Regions from separate parts of the Mus musculus genome. Here regions 2, 3, 4 and 5 are each linked to region 1. The links are chromatin contacts, called in public HiCAR-type and promoter capture Hi-C maps. All regions are on one chromosome and are shown on one strand. Each heading gives the region's core, a stretch centred on a gene start, on an enhancer-like site or on the middle of the called end of the contact. The rest is flanking DNA. Distances are from core to core; before and after follow the strand shown. Region 1 holds the start of Mthfd1 (methylenetetrahydrofolate dehydrogenase (NADP+ dependent), methenyltetrahydrofolate cyclohydrolase, formyltetrahydrofolate synthase). Region 2 holds the start of Rdh11 (retinol dehydrogenase 11). Region 3 holds the start of Pigh (phosphatidylinositol glycan anchor biosynthesis, class H). Region 4 holds the start of Prkch (protein kinase C, eta). Region 5 holds the start of Snapc1 (small nuclear RNA activating complex, polypeptide 1).

The links. Promoter capture Hi-C pulls out the DNA fragments that hold promoters and counts their contacts. HiCAR-type assays count read pairs that join an accessible place to other places.
Region 2: a promoter capture Hi-C map of cranial neural crest shows a contact between it and region 1. The contact joins the promoter of Rdh11 here to the promoter of Mthfd1 in region 1. A contact is called at or near these places in 2 of 39 promoter capture datasets (cranial neural crest and maxillary cranial neural crest).
Region 3: a contact with region 1 is called in a promoter capture Hi-C map of pre-B cells, with 2.8 times the contacts expected there. The contact joins the promoter of Pigh here to the promoter of Mthfd1 in region 1. A contact is called at or near these places in 2 of 39 promoter capture datasets (the 3T3-L1 cell line and pre-B cells).
Region 4: a contact with region 1 is called in a HiCAR-type map of astrocytes, with 2.7 times the contacts expected there. The contact joins the promoter of Prkch here to the promoter of Mthfd1 in region 1. A contact is called at or near these places in 1 of 39 promoter capture datasets (cranial neural crest) and 1 of 115 datasets of contacts at active chromatin or transcription factors (astrocytes).
Region 5: a promoter capture Hi-C map of pre-B cells shows a contact between it and region 1. The contact joins the promoter of Snapc1 here to the promoter of Mthfd1 in region 1. A contact is called at or near these places in 3 of 39 promoter capture datasets (the C10 cell line, hippocampal neurons and pre-B cells).

Annotation. Positions count from the first base shown.
Region 1 is chr12:76,253,094-76,257,070 of GRCm38.p6, forward strand. It overlaps Mthfd1 (methylenetetrahydrofolate dehydrogenase (NADP+ dependent), methenyltetrahydrofolate cyclohydrolase, formyltetrahydrofolate synthase), which reads left to right and starts at 2,139. Exons shown (of 28, transcript NM_138745.2): 1 at 2,139-2,451. The coding sequence starts at 2,411.
Region 2 is chr12:79,190,133-79,194,109 of GRCm38.p6, forward strand. It overlaps Rdh11 (retinol dehydrogenase 11), which reads right to left and starts at 1,723. Exons shown (of 7, transcript NM_021557.6): 1 at 1,594-1,723. The coding sequence starts at 1,658.
Region 3 is chr12:79,087,754-79,091,730 of GRCm38.p6, forward strand. Pigh (phosphatidylinositol glycan anchor biosynthesis, class H) reads right to left here and starts at 1,917. Exons shown (of 4, transcript NM_029988.2): 1 at 1,687-1,917. The coding sequence starts at 1,866. 9230116L04Rik (RIKEN cDNA 9230116L04 gene) reads right to left here. Exons shown (of 3, transcript NR_110486.1): 3 at 952-2,232.
Region 4 is chr12:73,582,849-73,586,825 of GRCm38.p6, forward strand. Prkch (protein kinase C, eta) reads left to right here and starts at 1,948. Exons shown (of 14, transcript NM_008856.4): 1 at 1,948-2,677. The coding sequence starts at 2,315. LOC115488016 (collagen alpha-1(I) chain-like) reads left to right here and starts at 830. Exons shown (of 3, transcript XM_030247047.1): 1 at 830-919; 2 at 1,363-1,461; 3 at 1,582-2,287. The coding sequence starts at 830. The coding sequence ends at 2,247.
Region 5 is chr12:73,962,577-73,966,553 of GRCm38.p6, forward strand. It overlaps Snapc1 (small nuclear RNA activating complex, polypeptide 1), which reads left to right and starts at 1,921. Exons shown (of 10, transcript NM_178392.5): 1 at 1,921-2,170. The coding sequence starts at 1,986.

The DNA.
Region 1 (3,977 bases), core at 889-3,388:
GCCAGGCCCTGGGTTAATTCCTAGGGCAGAAAGGTTGGGGTGGGGGGTGGGGGATGGGAAGTGGGGGTGGGGGCAGCCACATGTCCTGCCATTGGTTGAAACAAGCCACTCTAACAATGGTTGCTAAATCCATAGCCATGTGGTGATGTTCTAAGGAAGGACTTATCTGTAGAACAATGTGGGGAAACTGTAGCCAGACAACGGTAATGTTGGGAAGGAGCCAAAGAAACTTATTCTAAAAACTAACATTTTGTTTACAGATTAGCATTTATAGGGAAAAACTAAATCCAATGTACCAGGCCCTAGGGCAGCTTGGGACTTCCCTATAGCTGAACAGCTTCTGCTGTGAACAGCTGTCTGAATCCAGACATCTCAGGGACAGCTTGTAAGGAGGCAGTTGTCTGAATCCAGCCATCTCAAGGACAACTTCTCCATCTTGTTGGCAGGGTCAAACAACCTAGGAGCGAACACCTACCCCACTTCTCCAAATGTTTTCTTAACTGTCTGTTAACAGGTAAAGAATATAGAAATTGCTGTTTTTCTAAACCAAGGTACATATGTTATAAAAATATATAACCAATCACCTGTCCTGCTCTAGTTAACTACATGCAGCTGATCAGCTCCTTTGTCCCCTTATCACTCTGAGCTCCAGACCTAAAGTTCAGGAGAATGAATTAAGGACCTTGAAGTCAGGTCCCTTGGATTCACCCAGTCTCCAGCGGGTACTCCCTTGCTTAAGCCAAAATGTCAACCAAAATACAATTGGATAACACTGCAGCTCACCCCAGCTCACCCCAGCTCACTTCTCACTTTGTGTTCCCATCCTTTTAAAATGTTGTACAGTATCCTTCCTGGGACATGTTTCAGGTCCTGAACTGGCTGCCTTCCTGAGCGCTCAGAGAATAAAGCTTTCATTTTTAAGCTTCCTGAGTCTGAAATAAGTTTTCTCGGCTTGTACCTCGAACCCAACAGTAAGAATCCAGCCCAGTTCCAGCGGCAGAAAAAGCAAAGTCAAGGCAGTGGCTCTGATGTATTCCTCTACCACCAGGCTCCCGAGGACATGGCCAAACTCATTTCTGCACCAGGGCAAATGGGGAGGGATGCCAGCCTTGCTGGCATCTAGCTGATGAACAAAGTAGTCTCTGCTTCAATACTGATTTGGTCCGCTGAGACCAGAGGATCACTCGTCCTGAACTCTGCTCCCTTCACGCTGATGAAGCCCCACGCTTCTGCTCTGAGGTCCCTCTTAGCTGCTGGGCTGAGCCTGCTTTTGGGCTTCAACCCTGGGAGGATAGCAGGTTTTAGTTATGGAAGGCTGGGTTCAGTAGTAGCGAACTTGTCTCTATGTCAAGGCTGTGGATTGATCGTCCCTGCTGTTACTAGAATTGCGAGCCAGACCCTGGGCTCTGAGAATCTAATAAACCAGGTTAGTCACCATCCTTAATAAGTCGATTAAACAAGTAATGGTAAGATATAGAAAAAGGAGATTTATTCAATACGGCCACATTGGGAAGAGGGACAAAGAGAAGTCTTATCTTCTGAGTTCTAATATGAAACTGAGGTTTAAGTAAAGAGTCAGACTTGATATAGAGTTGAACAGTGAAGGTCGAGGTGTGGACCTGTCCATTACTGTCTTGGCTTCAGTCCTGCAAGGTGATCTCTGAAATCTCTTTCCCCGGAAACAAATTTCTACTCTGGCTGGTGGAAAAGCAATTCCCTGGAGTGCTTCCTCCGCAGATGGCTAACCAGAGGGACACAATTGCCTCGTTAAGGATAGCCTCACTCTTGCTAGGAGGGTAACAGAGAGGCAGTTATCCCAGGTGTTCCCCACCACACTCTGAAAGCTAGGGCCTATGACAACGTGGAAAGCCGCATTGCCTGCTCCAGGTCAGTAGCCGGAATCAGCTTAAGGCCTCCAAGATCCTGCCCGGAGAAGCCAGTACGATCCAAAATCACACTGCTTTGCAGGACTCTGTCGCCGCAACCTAGGTCACGCAAACTTGCTCAGACAGGCCCATTCCTGCCCGGACTCCGCCCAGTTCCACCGCGCCCCCTACACACTATCTCTGATTGGCTAAAAGCGAGGCGGGAAGCTCCCGGCTCATCAGAGGCGGGCTCCACACAGGCTCTTTCCGCAGCCAGTCATTGCCGCCAACCAGTCTTTGGTGACAACCCTCTTGCTGCCTGGGCCCACCGGCTCCCGCAGACGCTCCTGGGCCTCCTCTGTCAGCGGGTCACGACGTCTTTCCGGGTCGCCTGCGCACCTTCGCTGCTGAGCGCGACGCAGGCGCACTAGCTGATTTCTCCCGGGAGGTCCCTGAGCACGTGGGTTGTGCTGTCCTGCGCGCGCGGAGCGACTGGAACCTGATTTTTGCTGGTGTTCACCGTGGGTGGCAGACTAGCAAAGGCCATGGCACCAGCGGGAATCCTGAACGGGAAACTGGTTTCTGCGTAAGTACTTGCCAGTGATAGTGGTGGTGGGCTCAGAGCAGGGCGTGCAGATCCCCAAGCGCCTGGGCTCTGCAGGAGAGGTGCTTAGATGGGGTTTGCGGGAAGAGAGGACATCGACACGGGCTCCTAGAATCTGAAGACTGGTTTCCTGAAGCCAGAGAAACACATGCCCGGCCCAATGTGCAATTGCAATAGACTGCCTGGGGTGGCTGCATTCCTAGGTTTGGCGGCAAGTCCTGACCTGACCTTGTTCTCAAAAGTGTAGCTGCTGGCATCATTCTGCCTAGACACGGGCTACCTGAGGAGTCCAACCTCAGAAACCCAGCATAGCCGCTTGTCTGGCAATTTGGTGGTGATTCGGTTGTGGCAAGATTTGACACGGGTGATTGGTCAAATCAGAGAGAGGGTCTCTTTCTAATTTTTTGTTTGTTTGTTTTCTGACAAAGGGTCTCTCCACGGAGCCCTGGCTGTCCTGCAACTTACTCTGTAGACCATGCTGATCTTGAACTCACAGAGATCCCCTCCTGCCTCTGCCTCCTGAGTGCTGGGATTAATGGCTTGGGCTACCACACCTGGCCTAGAGGGTTTCCTCTAATTCAGCGCATTCCTCATTACACCAAATGCTGTCTTTTTTTCTCTTTCACCCCGCCGGCTTCACTTCCAAGGTATCGCACAGGCAAGGCAAGCGCCGCACCACTCAGCTACTACGCCAGCGCTCGCTTGCTCTACCCTTTAACAGCCTACCTATCCGTCCTGGCGCTAAAGTTACTTTTCAGTTTGGCTCTTGTGTGCTGACCCTATTCCATATTCCGTCAGACCACCTGTTCTGGCCGTGCAGATTTAAATGCTTAACTAGTGGGAATGTTTGCCAAGTGTCGTCCCAGAGAGTAGCACCCTTTTGCTGTTTGGGAGAGAGGGCTGGGAATTGAGCCCCTAAGTGTGGAGCCCGAAAGTGTGCATAACATCTGGGCTACATTCCTTGCTTTTTGTTTAGGGAGTGAGTGTTGGGGACTGCTGAGGAGAGAGAAAGGTCTGTTTTTGTGAACTTGCTGAAGGTTGCTTTTCCGACATTAGGTATCTGGTTATTTATTAACTGCTGGGGCTAGCAGTAAGTGTCCAGTAAACACTTGGTTTTGTCACAAGAGACCTTGAGAGAATGATGGTGAAGCCTACTCTAGAGTAAAGAGAGCTTTTGTTGAAGATTGCGAAAAAAGAGGAAAAATATAAATTAAATGGTGAATCTTGCACTAAGGCAAGGAAGAACTCCAGATTTTTGGACTAGAAATCATAATATATACAAGTTCTTTTCTTTCTTTCTTTCTTTTTTTTTTTTTCCTTTTTCTTTTTTTAAAAGACAGGGTCTTAGGTAACCCAGGCTTGCCTCAAACTCAAATGTATCTGATTCTGGCTTTGAACTGCTGATTCAGTGCTTGCTTATACTTCCAAGGGCTGAGATCACAGGTCTGGACCACTACATCAGACTTTTGTTTGTTTGCTTGTTTTTCAAGCCAGGGTTTCTCTGTGTA
Region 2 (3,977 bases), core at 473-2,972, 2.9 Mb after region 1:
CCTGGGTTTGACTACTGACATCACACATTAATATCAGAACAACAACAACAAAACAACAACAGAGCAGAGTTCCAGCAGAGTGAGGATCCATACGTTTGTCTGGTTGGAGTCCTTGCACCTGTGCGTAGGCTTTGCTGGCCTTTCCAAATGGATGAAGCACAAACACAACCCTCAGATTTTCCTCTTCTCTTCTCAATTTTAGGACTAAAAGGATCTGTTGACTCAGAAGTGCGTTTTTAAGGAGCATTTCAACCATTCCACTAAACTTGTTATCTGCAAGCAGCCACTACTTAAGACAAACTAACTTGTGGTACCCAAAGGAACCTCTCTCTCCTCAGCGATCAAGGCCCCTGGCTCTGTGTCTCACGTCCCTTCAGACTGAACTTCAACACTGACAAATCCTGGGGACCAGGAATTGGCTCTTCCTCCTTCCTCTGTCATCATCGAAAACAAGAAATCAACTTTGAAAGCGCAGCTCTGGCCCCACTCTCCCATGCTGGCTCCAACGGGGATAGTAGAGTCCTTAGAGTGCTCGCTTCTAAGACACATTTCACTGGATGTAGCTCCGGTTCATGTTTTGTTGAGATTCTATATGGATATGAAGATCTTGTGGTAAAAAGAAACCCAAGTTTTTACCTGAGTACAAGGCCCATGTGTGCCTACTTATGGGAGCTGTAAGTATTCAGAGAGGAGAGGGGAAAAATGAAAGTAGCCACCAGAGAGAGAAGAAAAAGCAAAAAGAGTGGGAAGTAGGTCTTGGAAGAAAAAATGTTGGTCATGGTAAGAAATGACAGAAGGATGGCACAGCCTCAGCTCCAATAGGAACTATGGCCACGCCCAGAAAGAAGGTGGCGTTTATTACTGGTCCACCGTCACTCCTGGTGACTTACTCAGAACCAATCAGTGGACTGCCCCTTGTGGTAGCCTGCCGCTGATTCTCAGGTGATTACACACACCTCCAGGTTTGGGCTGACCTGACACTTAATTAAGAAACCATCCTTTGACCACGTGGTTCTTCTCCTGGCTCCTAGTAATCTAATTAGGGCAAACAAGCACGTGTTCCTACTCCGAAGGACAATGAATCTTCCCCTTCAGTTGTCACAAACACCTAAACAAGTGAATAACGGCAACAAGGAAGCATGCCCCAGATAACATTGGCATCGGGTTCAGAGAGCAAAAAGTGCAACCCTCCTGTAGTACCTCAAGGGCTGGAGACAAATAGTTAGACAAAGGCTGGTTCAAAGCTTGGGAGTGGAGAAAACAGTTAGAATCTAAAGCCCGCCATACTCAGCGGCTTCCCGAAGCTAGAGAGCAAATAGTGCTAGAGGAAATAAGGTAGGCCAGAAAGAGCAATACAGGATGATGGAGACCTGGAGCGCTTTTACGACCACCTGGGGTCTGACGTCTGGCCGTGCCCACATCCAGGGCACCAGGATCTCGCCTACAGTCCAGTAAACTCCAGATCTTTGCTACCTTAAAGGGCTTCTCAGTCCTTTCCTAGTCTTTCTTTACGGGGGCTAGGGAGAGGGCTTCAGTAGGGATTTTTTATCTTCTCTAAAAGACCTGGCAAGAAAAAGCAACATTCGCACAGACCTGATTTTTGGCGTGACCAAGTACAGGATGAAGGGAAGAGAGAGCAGAAGCAGGAATCCGAACATCTCAGCACCACCGAAGCGCAGTTGAAGTTGATGCTCTAAAGAGGACAGCGGGACTTATGGCTTCTGATCCTAGACACACCCCGGTTCAACTGCAACCGCCAGGGAGCAAAGCCCTCTGGGAAATGTAGTCCTGGATTTGGCGGCCGCCTGGCGGTGATACATTCAGAGTATACTTCCAAGCACTATGAAAAGTTGAATAACACAACCGTGGAGCAATGGTCTTCAGTGGTCCAGGGCCTAGGCCTGTGGGATCGTTGAGCCAGCCCTTCTACCACTCCTCTGGCCACTAATTGACTCTTTGGAAGTCTCGCGGGTTTGCTATCTCCTGGAGCCCAAGTCCAGTGTTTGGTTCAATTTTCCCCAATCATTATTAGGAAATTACATTTTGTCTGGGAGACAGCGTCTGGAAAGTATTCTGAGGTTAATTACAAAGGGCAGGAGCCGTTAGTCGGACAGTTGGTGTGGCGGAAGATGTCCTTCCTCAGAGATGACCTTTGCCCTATGGGGCAAAGCAAGTTAAGACCTCCTAGAGAGTCACGGTTGTGTGTACTTCGATCTATGATAGTATCCTTCATAATTTCCCAAGCCCTTGGTTGTTATTTGATAATAAAATAGTTTCTTGGATGACTATATCATGTATTACTCTTCAAGGAAACAATGCATTTCTCAGATTGGCACAGTTGGTTTTATCACTTTGTCAAAGAGTTTAATCCCGTCTTGAACTAAGGCCAGGAACATTTCTTTGGGAAAAGGCAAACTCCCTGTTCAAACTTTTCTTTCCTTTGAGGTGTACCTCATGGGGATAAACATGAGTTATCATGTTTAACAAGTTTTAAAAGTCATTGTCTGTGGTTTCCCACCTTCACTATTCAGTTTCTGGTTCATTTGCATAATTAATTTCCATTCATTGGAAGATACCTGTTCCACAGTCAAGTTGGAGCCATATACTGTATAGCACCTGGGAAGAAGACATATTCTTACAGATTTAGTATTGGATTATCTAGTAATCATCAGCATTTAACGCTTTCTTAGTGTCTAGTATGTAGAGAGCAGCTCACAGCTCAAAGAAAAAAGTCTTTTACGTATTCTGTTTCTTATTCATTTTATACATGTTTAACAGTATTTCTACAATAAACTGGTGTAGTCTCTGAGAGGTGACACAGACAGCTGTGAAGTACTGCTTCAGGAGTTGTCAAAGCTGCAGCTTTCTCCTTCCTGCTTCAACCTTCAGCCTTCTTGAGACAACTCTTTGGGGATCAGTGAGAAAGAAAAGAGAGAGGGGGTGGTGGGGAAGAATTATAAACACACACACATACATTCACACATGTGACAGATAGAGCAAGGCTCCAACCATTTTTCATACATACATACATACAGACAGACAGACAGACAGACAGATATATACTTACTTATATACATATACACATATACATATACATATACAGACAGACAGACATATATTTATATACACATTCACATACACATATACATATACATACAGGCAGGCCCACACCCAGATAACTTTCTAGTAGCATATTGATGACTTGCTCATAGCTGCCCCAGATGAAGAAACTTGCTGTTTGGCAACTTATGCCTTGCTCAGAGAGTTAGACCAGATGAGATATCAAATGTCTGTGAGGAAAGTGCAGCTCTGCCAAAATGATGTAACATACCTTGGGGAAAAACCAAGGCGGGGGGGGGGGGTGGACAGGCAACATCTGCTATCCCAGGCTAGCAAAGGAACGATTCTCAACATTTCAGTCCCCAAGACCTGGTATCAAATTTGTGAGTTCCTGCAGTCTCTGAGTACCAGGATTCACAGAGATTGCAAAGCCTTTCTACGAGGCCACTAGGGGGCAGGAGAGTGTCTTAAACTGGACTCCCCAAATGGACAAAGCTTTTCAGTCTCAAGGAATGAACTACTTGAAGCCCCAGCACTTGCCCTGCCAGACAGCTACAAGCCTTTCAACTTGTATGTAGATGAAAACAAAGGCATAGCCAAAGGGTATTGATCAGACCCTGGGTCCTTGGAAGAGACCAGGTGCCTATCTGCCTAAGAAGTTGGACCCTGTCTCACGAGGCTTGGCCAGCTTACCTACGTATTGTGGCAGCTGCTGTTTTGCTGGTCAAGGACACAGATAAAACCACCTTGTGGCTGACGTCATTTTTCTTCACCTACAATCCATAACCTGGGCACTACTCCTCTGGCTTTGCCACATAAAACTCCTGGTGCTCCCAGTCAGAATGGCTAAGATCAAAAATTCAGGTGACAGCAGATGCTGGCAAGGATGTGGAGAAAGAGGAACACTCCTCCATTGT
Region 3 (3,977 bases), core at 667-3,166, 2.8 Mb after region 1:
ACTTTATCAATGTCAAGGTTATTAAAGTATTACTCTTTATGAACCCCCCCGGGGGGTTGAAATAAGAAATTCAGCAGATAACTGCACGGGTATCAGGAACATAGGCTGGCATTAACATTCAACTGGGCATGGTGATGTATCCCTTTAACAACAGCACTTGTGAGGCAGTGACAGGTGAATCTCTGAGTTACAGGCCAGCCTGGTTTATACAGTGAGTTCAAGAACAGCCAAGGCTACATGGTAAGACCCCAACACTCCCCATCCCCCCAAAAAAGAATAAAAATCCAATTATATTAAAAATTTTGGGGAAGGACTAGGTCAGTTTAATAACTTCAACTGACCTGTGAAGACACTTTTAAATATAAATTGGTAAAGATTAGGAGTCTTTTAAAAAATACTATTTGTGTTGTGTTTGAGGCAGGGTTTCACTGTGTAGCCTTGGTTTGTTCTGGAGCTGGTAATGTAGACTGATGTAGCCAGGCTGGCCTTGAATTCAGAGATGTTCCTTCCTCTGTTTCCCTAGTGCTGGGATTAAAGGTGTGCACCACCACACCAGCCCCTACTATTTATATTTATTTATTGTGCAGAGGTCAGAGGACAATTTTTTTGAATCCATTCTTCCCTCCCATCATGTGGGTTCTGGGGATTCGGCTTAGGTGGTCAGGTTTGGCATTAGGTGGTCAGGTTTGGCATTAGGTGGTCAGGTTTGGCAGTCGCTGCAGTCATCTGATGAGCCATTCATTCCCCAGACCCTCAGTGAGGGGACTTAACTTCATCTATGAAAATCTGTGCAAATTATGATGCTCTGCCACACACTTTGATAGCATAAATGTGATTGAACCAGGTATGATGACACACACCTTTGATCCTAACCCTAGGGAGGCAGAGGCAGGCTCCACATAGAGCCTTCCAGTCCAGACAAAGTAAGAATAATAATAATAGCAAAAGAATAGAAAAAAGCTAAGGGATGTTTTAATACAAACAATATGAAAATTGCAGAAATAAACAGTTCTGGTGTACTGGCTCTATTAAGATCACTCCTGGAATAATATATTCATTTTAGGGCTATACAGGGAGTTAAAACAGAACAGAACATCCTGAACAAAGGCCAATCGGATGACTCTTTTTGCTTGGGAACTGTCACAAAATAATAGCAGTTGACCTTCGCAATATTTTGAACCATTAATTTCAACTTAGAGATGTTAAAAATGAGGCTCGGGGGGAAAAAAGATTAGAAAGTCTGAAAACTGAGCATAGAAAACCCTCGTGTCTTAGACCTGGCAACACTTTAGAAAATGCACTTAAACTGGGGAAGGGTTGGGAGAGGGGATGGTAGTTGACCTGGCCTTGAGAAACAGATATTAGGTGGAGATTCTGTACTGCACAGTTGTGGAGGCAAAAACTTTTCTGTAATTCTGTCGCACGCCTGCTATCCGTTGGCTTTGGTACCCAGTAAGTGATGCGGGAGGATGCACTGAGTTCTCTGAGGAGGTTATGTTCCATGAATGAGCAGGGCAAGTAGGTCCACTGTGGTAGAACGTCCAGAAGCACAAACTTCTCGGGGAGGGAGGGCAGTCCTGCCGTGGAACGGCGACCCTGATCCAGGGAGTCCCCACCCTCCCGGACCCACGGGTCAGCCCCGAGACCTCTCCAAGCTGCCTGCGCCGGCCGAGCGCCCGCCTTTACCTCGCACAGGGTGAAGAGCCCGTAGGCCGCCAGCCACACCGCGCAGGTGACCGCGGTGAGCGAGCACAGCGACAGCCGAGCCGAGCTGAGGCCGAACTCGCGGCAGTACGGTGAGTAGTAGCGGCACCGCAGGGCTAGGCGGCCGCCGCAGATATCGGAGAAGCTCTTCTCGTCCTCCATGGCCGCACACACCTGAATGTCGCGCCGCTCTAGCCCACCCGGAGGCTCGAAGTCTCGTTGGCTCCCGACCATCCCGGAAGCGGCTGAGCCCTGCCTGTCCGCGCAGCCGTAGTCGCTCACTGAGAGCAGGGCTGGGACTTGCAGCAAGTTCTCCCAGTTTATCCTTAGCCCAAACTCCCCAGAACCGCGGCACCAGTTTTGGGCAGATTAAGATCTCTGTTCATTTGACTGACTCATTTATATTGTTACGCCAGAAAGACTCCCCCAAAATGGTCTGCAGGTGTAACCATTCATTCATTCATTCATTCATTTCCCTGCGAAGGGATTTTAGGTACTGAAGATTTCTGTCTCTACATAGCTTCTTTCCTAGTAGGAAAAAAAAAAAAAAATAGACGTAACTTAAGTAGTGTTATTGACAAAAATGTTCAGACTAGTAGAAGGTCTGGGCAGCTTTAAGTAAAGGTCTTAAAGGTCTTCGCCATTAAACCTACAAGGGCCACACTGTTCTGTGGGGAGTTGGGGTGGAGGTGGGGGTAGTCTCCAGAAAGAAGGACCAGGAAAAAACAAAGTTGGAGGCTGGAATGGGTTTCAGTCACAGGAATCAAAAAACTAGCAAGGCTAGGATGCATGGGAAGAGAAGGTAGGCTTTGAGTTGGGCAGATGGCTCAGCTGCTAAAGAGTATATTAATCCAAAAAAAAAAAAAAAACGAGAGGAGAAAGACCGCCACCCAAATCATCATGACCAAATTAATTAAAGCAAGCTTTAAAAATTCACATACACGGGCTGCCTCCTCCTGAGATGGGGTTCAGCTTTGGATGTGAAGGCAGGCTTTTATAGCTCAGGGATAGGAAGGTTTCCAAATGAGGGGTTTGTCTGTCAAAATATAGTTATAGGAGCAGCACACAAGCATAGCAAGTAAGTCCCTCTGGAACAGAGACACAAGGTTGCAAAGATGGGCCTAACAAGGTAGCTATATAACCCTTTGAAGCAAAGGTCAGGTTGCAAGATGACTATAAACAACTTTTTGAAACAAAGACGTGATTGCATTCTTGGAACAAGCAGTACAGAACCATTTGTAGTTAAGGTCACAGGTGGGGCATAGCTCAATCCTTGAAAAACAGGTTTACTCATAAACAAGAATGAACCTAGATTGTCTTCACTGTAAGATGACTTTCAAGCCTAATATGGAAGCAGGCTGGTTCTTCAAGTACTTATCACTAGGGAAAGGTAACTGGGGGAGCCACTAATAGATGCTGTTTGCCAACCATATATTTGCATGGATGGAGCACTACTGTGGCAGTGCACAGACAATCATACTTCTGATGATGTAATTATTTCCACTGTTTTGAATTTATTCTTAGAACTTGAGTCACTATAAATATGAATAATGGAGAAACAAATGTAATTGAATAATCCCACTGAGGACTCCACAGGCTCAGGCTGGGCTCTTCAAAGCTTTTCTGTGGAGCTCTTGCTTTAGGATTTGCTTACACTTGGATTTCGTAGTTCTAAGACTACTGTGTTATGAGCCTCCCAGGGGCCCTGCAGGGAAAGCAACCAGCCTCCGAGGCTGACGACTTCAGTTCGAGTCATGGGATCCACATGATGGAAAGAGAGAACCAACTGCCACAAGTTGCCCTCTGATTGCCACATGCTCACTAGCCATGGCACGCCTAATAAATACACAGATAAATAAATAGTTTTATAAAGGAATGCTGTCTTATAGCTTTTATTCTGTTTGATTTTGGCAGAGGTGTATTTTGAAAGAAGGTTTCACGCTATAGCCAACCTGCCTCCAACTTGTGATCCTTCAGCCTCAGCTTTTTCTGAAATGCTGGGGGTGTGTAAATGGTCCATGTGAGAAAGTTACAGGATATCATGTATATAAGTCCCAATTAAGAGTCCTTACTGGCCAGTGACTATGACCAGCCTCAAAAAAACTCTTGGCCCCGAAGCTATGGTGGTATATAGCCTTTTAAAGGTAAACCTCATGATGGCATCAAGTGTAGGTCACAGAACTGTAACAATTGCTTGGGCTATATATTCAGATTAAGCATTTGAACCATGGTCAGGGTCATGGTAGGTCATAAATGTGACACCAAGGCCGACA
Region 4 (3,977 bases), core at 698-3,197, 2.7 Mb before region 1:
TTTTGTCTCAGCAATACCTCTCCTGGGCATATACCCAGAAGATGCTCCAACATGTTAAGGACACATTCTCTACTATGTTCTTAGCAGCCTTATTTATAATAGCCAGAATCTGGAAAGAACCCAGATGTCCCTCAACAGAGGAATGGATACAGAAAATGTGGTACATTTACACAATGGAGTACTACTCAGCTATTAAAAACAATGAATTTATGAAATTCTTGGGCAAATGGATGTATCTGGAGGATATCATCCTGAGTGAGGTAACCCAATCACAAAAGAAGTCACTTGATATGCACTCACTGATAAGTGGATATTAGCTCAGAAACCTAGAATACCCAAGATACAACTTCCAAAACACAAGAAAATCAAGAAGGAAGACCAACGCGTGGATACTTCATTCCTCCCTAGAATAGGGAATAAAATATCCACGGAAGGAGTTGCAGAGACAAAGTTTGGAGCCCTCGTGGTTCTTAAGGCGAACCGGCAGCTCTCTGGAGGAGCCAGGTCCAGCTCTTTAGGGAAGAAGTCAGAGTTGCTTTCACCCAGCCGACTCTACCTCTACAAACGGGTTGCTAGCACACTTTGGAGAGCTCTGCCTGAACTGAAGTGACCCTCTACTTCCTTGCCCCACTCTTTCAGGAAGCCTTGGTATTTCCAAGAGAGGCCCATCCGGCCAGCCCATTGTTCTCCATCTCATCCTATAGTGTGAAGCTGTTACTGGTGAGGTCTCAACTCCCTAATGAGAAACTGCCCAGAACCTTCTCAGCAAGCCAAACCATGTGCTAGAAAGGGGACAGACGACCAACCAGCCTGTTCAGTAAGAACGAGTATGGTGAGCGTCCTTAAGCGTCTTAAGAATGGCCTGGACTTTATAGGAGACATATTGGTTGCGGCTGGCCCTCAGGGAGCAAGCTTTATGGTAGAATGGATTAGACCAAAAGGTGTTCCTAGGAGACAAAACCTGTAGAAGTCACGAGATGGGTAAACTTAGGGTCTGCCCACTCTGACAATAACAACCTAGAGTGTTTGTTCCTAGAAGAGGCAGCTGAAAGCCACTGTGTGTCAGGGTGGCGCATGTGAACACTTTGCTGCCCTTATAATGCAGGACTAGGTGGACCAGCAAACCGCCTCTTGCGGAGGAAGGGACTTATTACATCTTGGCCTTGTCAGTCTCCAGCAGAACCAATCTTTCCTGCTCTTTGTGCAGTGACACACCTCTCCCAGGAAGGAGTACAGGATTTCCATCATTACCATTGCCCTATTAAAAAAATACGCAAACAAAACAACTAATTACTCTCTGCCGAAAAGGCACATAAACAGGATGAGTCTAAGCTGAACCTGGGATGACCCATTCCGGTAAAGATTAGGAAAGGGACCTCCCCTTCCCCACAGAACACCCGCCTCTGGCTAGGGCTCTGTCACCCTCCGGCAGGGTCTCCAGGCCACTACTTAGGGTGGGAGGTAGGAACTCCCTGCTGCTGATTTTCCGCATCCACCCGTCCTGCCAATTCTCTCCCCGGCTGTCTCCCACGCCTCAGGTGTTTGCTGGCGGTGGGCCTGGAATCCTTTCTTTTTGTCCAGCCCCTTAGGGCAGCCTCCAGCCCGAAACGCACCGCCAACCCGGCCACCGGGAGCAGGGATCCGCGAGCACTCAGGGCGGGAACCGCCCCTGGGGTGAGTGGGGAGTGCGGGCCCCCTTCACCGCGTAACCCCGGCACCCACCCCTCAAGGCGGTGCTGCCCGCGGTGCGCCACGCCCCCGGGGTCCGGAAGGCGTGGCAGCCCGCACCGGGCTTCTGAGAACTTGGAGCCCGGCGGCGCGCGGCTCTGGCCGGGATGCGGCTGCGGTTGCTGCTGCTGCTGCTGCTTCCTGGTTCTCAGCTCACCGAGTGGGGGAGAGCGTGAGCCCGCGGAGGCGGGGGCAGGAGGAACGGGCGGAGGCGGGGGCAGAGACGCCAAAGCTGGAGCTAGCCGGACGGGTCGCTCCTGCTCTCCGGGGAGACTATCTGGCCGGCCCCGGAGAAGGGGCGAGCCCCGCGCGCTCCAGAAGGACGATCGGGAGCCCAGCAGCCCGCCGAGGGCTCGGAGCCCGGCTCCCCTCCTTTCCACCTCAGGAGAAAGGGCGGGAGGGAAGGAGGGGAGGGGAAGATCCCTCCGAGGAGGCGGAATGGCCGGTCGCAGGGGGCTCGGGCGCTGCTTCTTCCCAGAGCTGCCTCCACGCCCGTGGCAGCGGAGAGGACTGCCCTGAGCCCGGGCTCCGGGTTCCCCAGTGCCAGCCAGCGCGGCCCCCTCGGGGCTCCGGCAGCAGCGCCGGCATGTCGTCCGGCACGATGAAGTTCAATGGCTATCTGAGGGTCCGCATCGGAGAGGCTGTAGGGCTGCAGCCCACCCGCTGGTCCCTGCGGCACTCGCTCTTCAAAAAGGGCCACCAGCTGCTGGACCCCTACCTGACGGTGAGCGTAGACCAGGTACGCGTGGGCCAGACCAGCACAAAGCAGAAGACCAACAAACCCACCTACAACGAGGAGTTCTGCGCCAATGTCACCGACGGCGGCCACCTGGAGCTAGCCGTCTTCCACGAGACGCCCCTGGGTTATGACCACTTTGTGGCCAACTGCACGCTGCAGTTCCAGGAGCTGTTGCGCACGGCTGGTACCTCGGACACCTTCGAGGGCTGGGTAAGTAGCGATCGCCTCACTCCTCCATGTCTGCTGGACCTTCCCTCCTTTTAATTTTCGAAACTCGTCAGAGTCCCGCTCCCTCATCGCCCTGCAGGGGAAGGAATTCCCTCTAGACTTCGGTCCTTTCCCAGGTGGCCTGCACTGTTGACGCGACAGCCGTGGGTGTATGCGGGCGCAGGTGGGACTCTGGGAATCCGTCCTCTTTGTGGACCTGGACTTTGCACTTAGGGGAAGCCCAATAGTGATACAGAGTTCCATCCCCCTCCTCCCGGGGTAGGGGGTTTGGGAATCACAACTCTCATATAAAGAAAAGCAGAGAAAGGGCGATATGAAAGGGATATGGTTTGAATCAAGTGCTTCAAACACTTCTTAGGAGAAAGCCATACATTCTCGCGAGTATTATTCATAGTGTTTATGGATGCATGTTGGTTCAGCCACACAGACGTGCACACGTGTTTCAGCATGCACATCCATTACATCCCAGAGGTACAAAAGCTACACTGGCAGGGATCAGAGTGAGTGCATGGCTTTGCACCCTGGCAGAGTTTTGTTTAGCTTTTCCCTTGGGGATTGGGGGCGAGGGTGGAGGCGGGAGTGGTGGGGTGAGAGGTTTAAAACTTCTCTGTTTGCTCTTAAGTTCAGTCAGCCTGGGTGTATGGGTGCTTCCAAACTATTCCTCTGAGAAGAGGTGGCCAAGACACCTTAGGTTTGGGTCTCCTCCCTCTGCGTTGACCTTTAGCTGCCCGCAACTTCTTATATGCTGCTGCCATTCCCATAGTTCCCTGGAGATAGAATTTTTACTGTAAATTTCTCGAGTGCCTCACACAGCGCCAGAACGCCCATATGTCTTAATCCTCACGCTGTCTTTGTGATGCCGGGGTTATTGTGCTCACTCTGAGACACTGAAATGATAATTACAACGAAGTGGTCTGGCAAAGTGTAGTGTGTGGTAAAGACTCTAGAGTTTAATAATGGTCTCAGTTCTGGCAGGAGTGGGCTTGGAACCCGAGGTGAATCGCTATTCAGAATCTGTTTGAAATTCACAAGTGGCAGAACCAGATGGACAGTGACAAAGATTCATGGATATATGTATTTTATACTTTGAAGTGTTGTTAATTTCACCATATATTCTGAAATAGTACAGAAGGCTTGTAAAAATTCACCTTTTAAATAGAAATTAAAAAAAAAAAACCAAACCCATGACTCAAATTATGGGGTTAATTTCACCTTGGCCTTTCTTCTTCTTCTTCTTCTTCTTCTTCTTCTTCTTCTTCTTCTTCTTCTTCTTCTTCTTCTT
Region 5 (3,977 bases), core at 671-3,170, 2.3 Mb before region 1:
TGAAGTCCAAATAAACTCTCTCTCTCTCTCTCTCTCTCTCTCTCTCTCTCTCTCTAAGGTTTCTCAATGTAACCAGCCCTGGCTGTCCTGGACTCAGATTGTAGACCAGGTTGGCCTTGAACTCACAGAGATCCACCTGTCTCTGCCTCCTGAGTGCTGGGATTAAAGGTGTGCACCACCACCATACCCAGCTAACATTTTCTTTTCTTTTTTTTAAAGTAAATTGTCTTAAGGATTTTTGTCACAGGAAGTAAGCTTTAAAGTTGATATGAAAATTCAAATTTGATTAAGTCTTCTGTATTTTGTCCTTACAAAGTAGGTGGAGATGTGATTGTAGTGGCTTTGTTTATGATAGCAAAATCTGGAATTTATATAAACTCCAAGAGGGAACTGTGGGCAAATTGTGTATTAATTCAACAAAGTATTAGTGTTAATTCAACAGTGAAAATAGGAACTATGGCTGCAAATAGCAGCACAGATACATCTTGAATGTTTAAAAATATTTTGAAGAATATGAGTTGTAGATTGCAATTCTATTTTCATAAAATTAAAAATCAACTATAGCTGGGCGTGGTGGCAAACGCCTTTAATTCTGCACTTGGGAGGCAGAGGAAGGCGGATTTCTGAGTTCGAGGCCAGCCTGGTCTACAAAGTGAGTTCCAGGACAGCCAAGGCTATACAGAGAAACCCTGTCTCAAAAAAACAAAAAAAAACCCAAAACAAACCAAAAAACCCACTACAACTAAAATATATGTATACACACTGGACATCAACTTCTGGCCTCCACATGGGCCAGGAGGTGTGTTCATGAAAACACACACACACACACACACAAACAAACCATTACAAACAATAAAATAAATGCATCCATACAAGCACATCCCAGAATACCTTTTCTAAAGATTAGTGTGCCTTCAAAACAGAAATACAGTTCAAATACAGAATGCTAACCCGTAACAAGCCCCTGGGAGAAGCTAAAAAGTGGGATTTCTAGAGAGCTACTTTAGCCAAACAGTATATCAGACAGTGTGCTAGATTGTCAGAGGCAACAACGGTAGGAAACAGCAACTGCTGCCCAGAGTGGTTGCATATTACTTGGAGAGCCACAAATTAATCACTCAAGTAAGCATAGACTGTAGGGGATCTTGGCAATGAGGAAGAACCACGGGAGTTCCTTCCCTAACAAGTTCTCTTTAGATCATCTTCCCACGTGGAGGGAGGTTAGGGTGGTTGCTACTGTAGAGTCACTTTAAAGAAGACTGGCAGGCTAAGTGTAGTTTACATAAGTCAGGAGGCAATGAAGACCTCAAATCCTTTTGGGGGCTGTTAGTTGAGGCAGAGGCAGGCGGATTTCTGAGTTTTAGGCCAGCCTGATCTACAGAATGAGTTTCAGGACAGCCAGGGATATACAGAAAACCCTTTCTCGGAAAAAAAAAAAAAAAGAAGAAAGAAAGAAAGAGAGAGAGAGAGAGAGGGAGGGAGGGAGGGAGGGAGGGAGGGAGGGAGAGAGAGAGAGAGAGAGAGAGAGAGAGAGAGAGAGAGAGAGAGAGAGAGAGAGAGAGAGAAATCGAGTCTTCATGTCCTATTGATTAATAGTTAGCAGGCACTACTATTGTTTTATCTACCTACTTATCTAATTTGAAGGTCTTATTTATTTATTTATTTAGAGGGTCTCTCTATGTAGACCTGAAACTCGCTGCATACACCGGACAGGCTTGTAAATCACAGAAATCCTCCTGTCTCTGCCTCTCAAGCACTGAAATTAAAGGCGTGTATCACACCAAGTTCGGCTTCCTAGACTAAAATCACCTTGCATTTACGCACGCGCAAGAAGCGCCACAGGCGCCAGGTAAGACCCGGATGAAGGCGGGGCTTGAGGTCCCGGATAGTACGTCACGGAGTGCGCGTACGTGATGTGACGTGACTGGGGCGGTGCTACAGGGCCTTCTGGGCATTGGGGAAGCCGGGTCCGGGAGAGAGTGAGCATGGGGACTCCTGCGGGCGCCGGGACCCGTCCCACGGGCGCTGGAACTGTTGAAGGCGTGGGGATCCCTCCGGGCCTGCAGACTGACTACGAGACGCTGCTCAGCCGCTTCCAAGAGATGGACAGCGTGCGCTTCGAGGACTTCACGGAGCTCTGGCGCAGCATGAAGTTCGCGACCATCTTCTGGTGGGTGTGCCTCGTCCTCCTACCCTGTCTCTCCTGTGGGGAACGCAGCCTGCATCCCCGACCTCCGCCTTGGCGGTTTCCGTGGGTCGCCCTTGCACTCTGCTGGCTCGGCCCTCTGCATCTCCACCGCCTCCATCCGAGGCCAAACCTCCTCCAATCTTGATTGCCGAATGAATCCGCGGTTAGAAACAAAGTATTCCCACCGACACAGGGTCCTCTACGAACGAATTCATTTAGCATGCAACAACTGACGTTGCAAGTGCAGGTTTGAATCTCTGTGTATCGCCTTTAGTTGGATAAAGCCTAGATTCAAGCCAGTAGCTGCCTTTACCTCTGTCCCCAGCCTCATCTCCAGTGCCCACACCTTGCACTCACTCTCTTGGCTCGAGTTGCTTTTGGTACTCCACTGGCGTTTCCTAGCCTGGGAATTTTCCATCTCCTTTTGCTTGTCCACTTCGTCAGTCATTTTTGAACCCAAATGACAGTTCTTTAGGGAATTCTTTTGGCCTTCGGGACTAAGTGAGAGGCTCGAGTTCTGTCTACCCCCAGCACGAAGGGCTTATCTCACCGTCTAGAGTATATTTCATAATTAGAGACGCAGTCTTGGATAACGGTGAAGAGTGGAGATGATGGGTCTTGGGCATCAGGATTTGAATACAGCTCTCCAGTCCCCCTCCCCCAGATCTGAGACAACCCTTTTTGTCTGTAAACTAGATCATGATAGTGTGGGAATTAAATGAATCAATATATTAGCTGGTTCGACGTGTGAAATTAATGTTCAGAGTTATTACTACTCTTTGATTTCTCCCTTAGACTGAACTTAGTGAGAACAGCCATGTGATTAATGTGGTATTCCTTACTTGTTTTTGAGACTTGCCCTCATTGTGTGTAGCTTTGGCTGGCCTGAAACTTGCCGTTATACCAGACTGGCCTTGAGATCTGCCTGACTCTTCCTTCTAAGGTCAGGCATTCACCACCTTGCCCACGTTTGAATACGGTGTTTGTATTAATTACCATACCATATAAATTCTTGAAAAGGGTAAATGATTGAATGGAATCTTAATAGATCTTTTGTTGAATAAAATAGAACTTTTTATATTATTGATTTAGACTATTATGTAGATTGTCAGTTATTACAAATTAAGGTGTAAATTACTACAGGTGATGAAATTAACCTGCTCTGGGGCAGCACTCCTCTAAGCCCAGAATGTGGGGAGAATGCCCAGAATGTGGGGAGAATGCCCAGAATGTGGGGAGAATCAAGGCCAGGAGTACAAGGCCATCCTAGCTACAAAGAGAATTCTGCAGGAGACACTGTCTCAAAACCCCAAATAACAACAAAAATTATTTATTGTACAACTGATATTTTATGTAGCTAACTGTAATGGATTCATTATCTAATATACTTAACTTAGAGCTCTGAAAAGCTGGTATAAGTGTTCCATGTTTTAGAGATTAGAAAATTGAAGCTTATAGCCGGGCGTGGTGACGCACCCCTTTAATCCCAGCACTTGGGAGGCAGAGGCAGGCGGATTTCTGAGTTCGAGGCCAGCCTGGTCTACAGAGTGAGTTCCAGGACAGCCAGGGCTATACAGAAACCTTGTCTTGAAAAAAACAAAAACAAAAAAAATAAAAAGAAAGAAAATTGACACTTAGAGGAAGTTAATTTTATCAAGTGTGGTATCAGAGGCTTATTAATTAGAGCGATCAAGAGGCAGGAGAATTGCAAGTTTGAGGTCAGCTTGGGCTGGAAGATAGAGACCCCATCTTTAAAAAGAATCTAAATCTATTATGTCTTCCTGTTTCC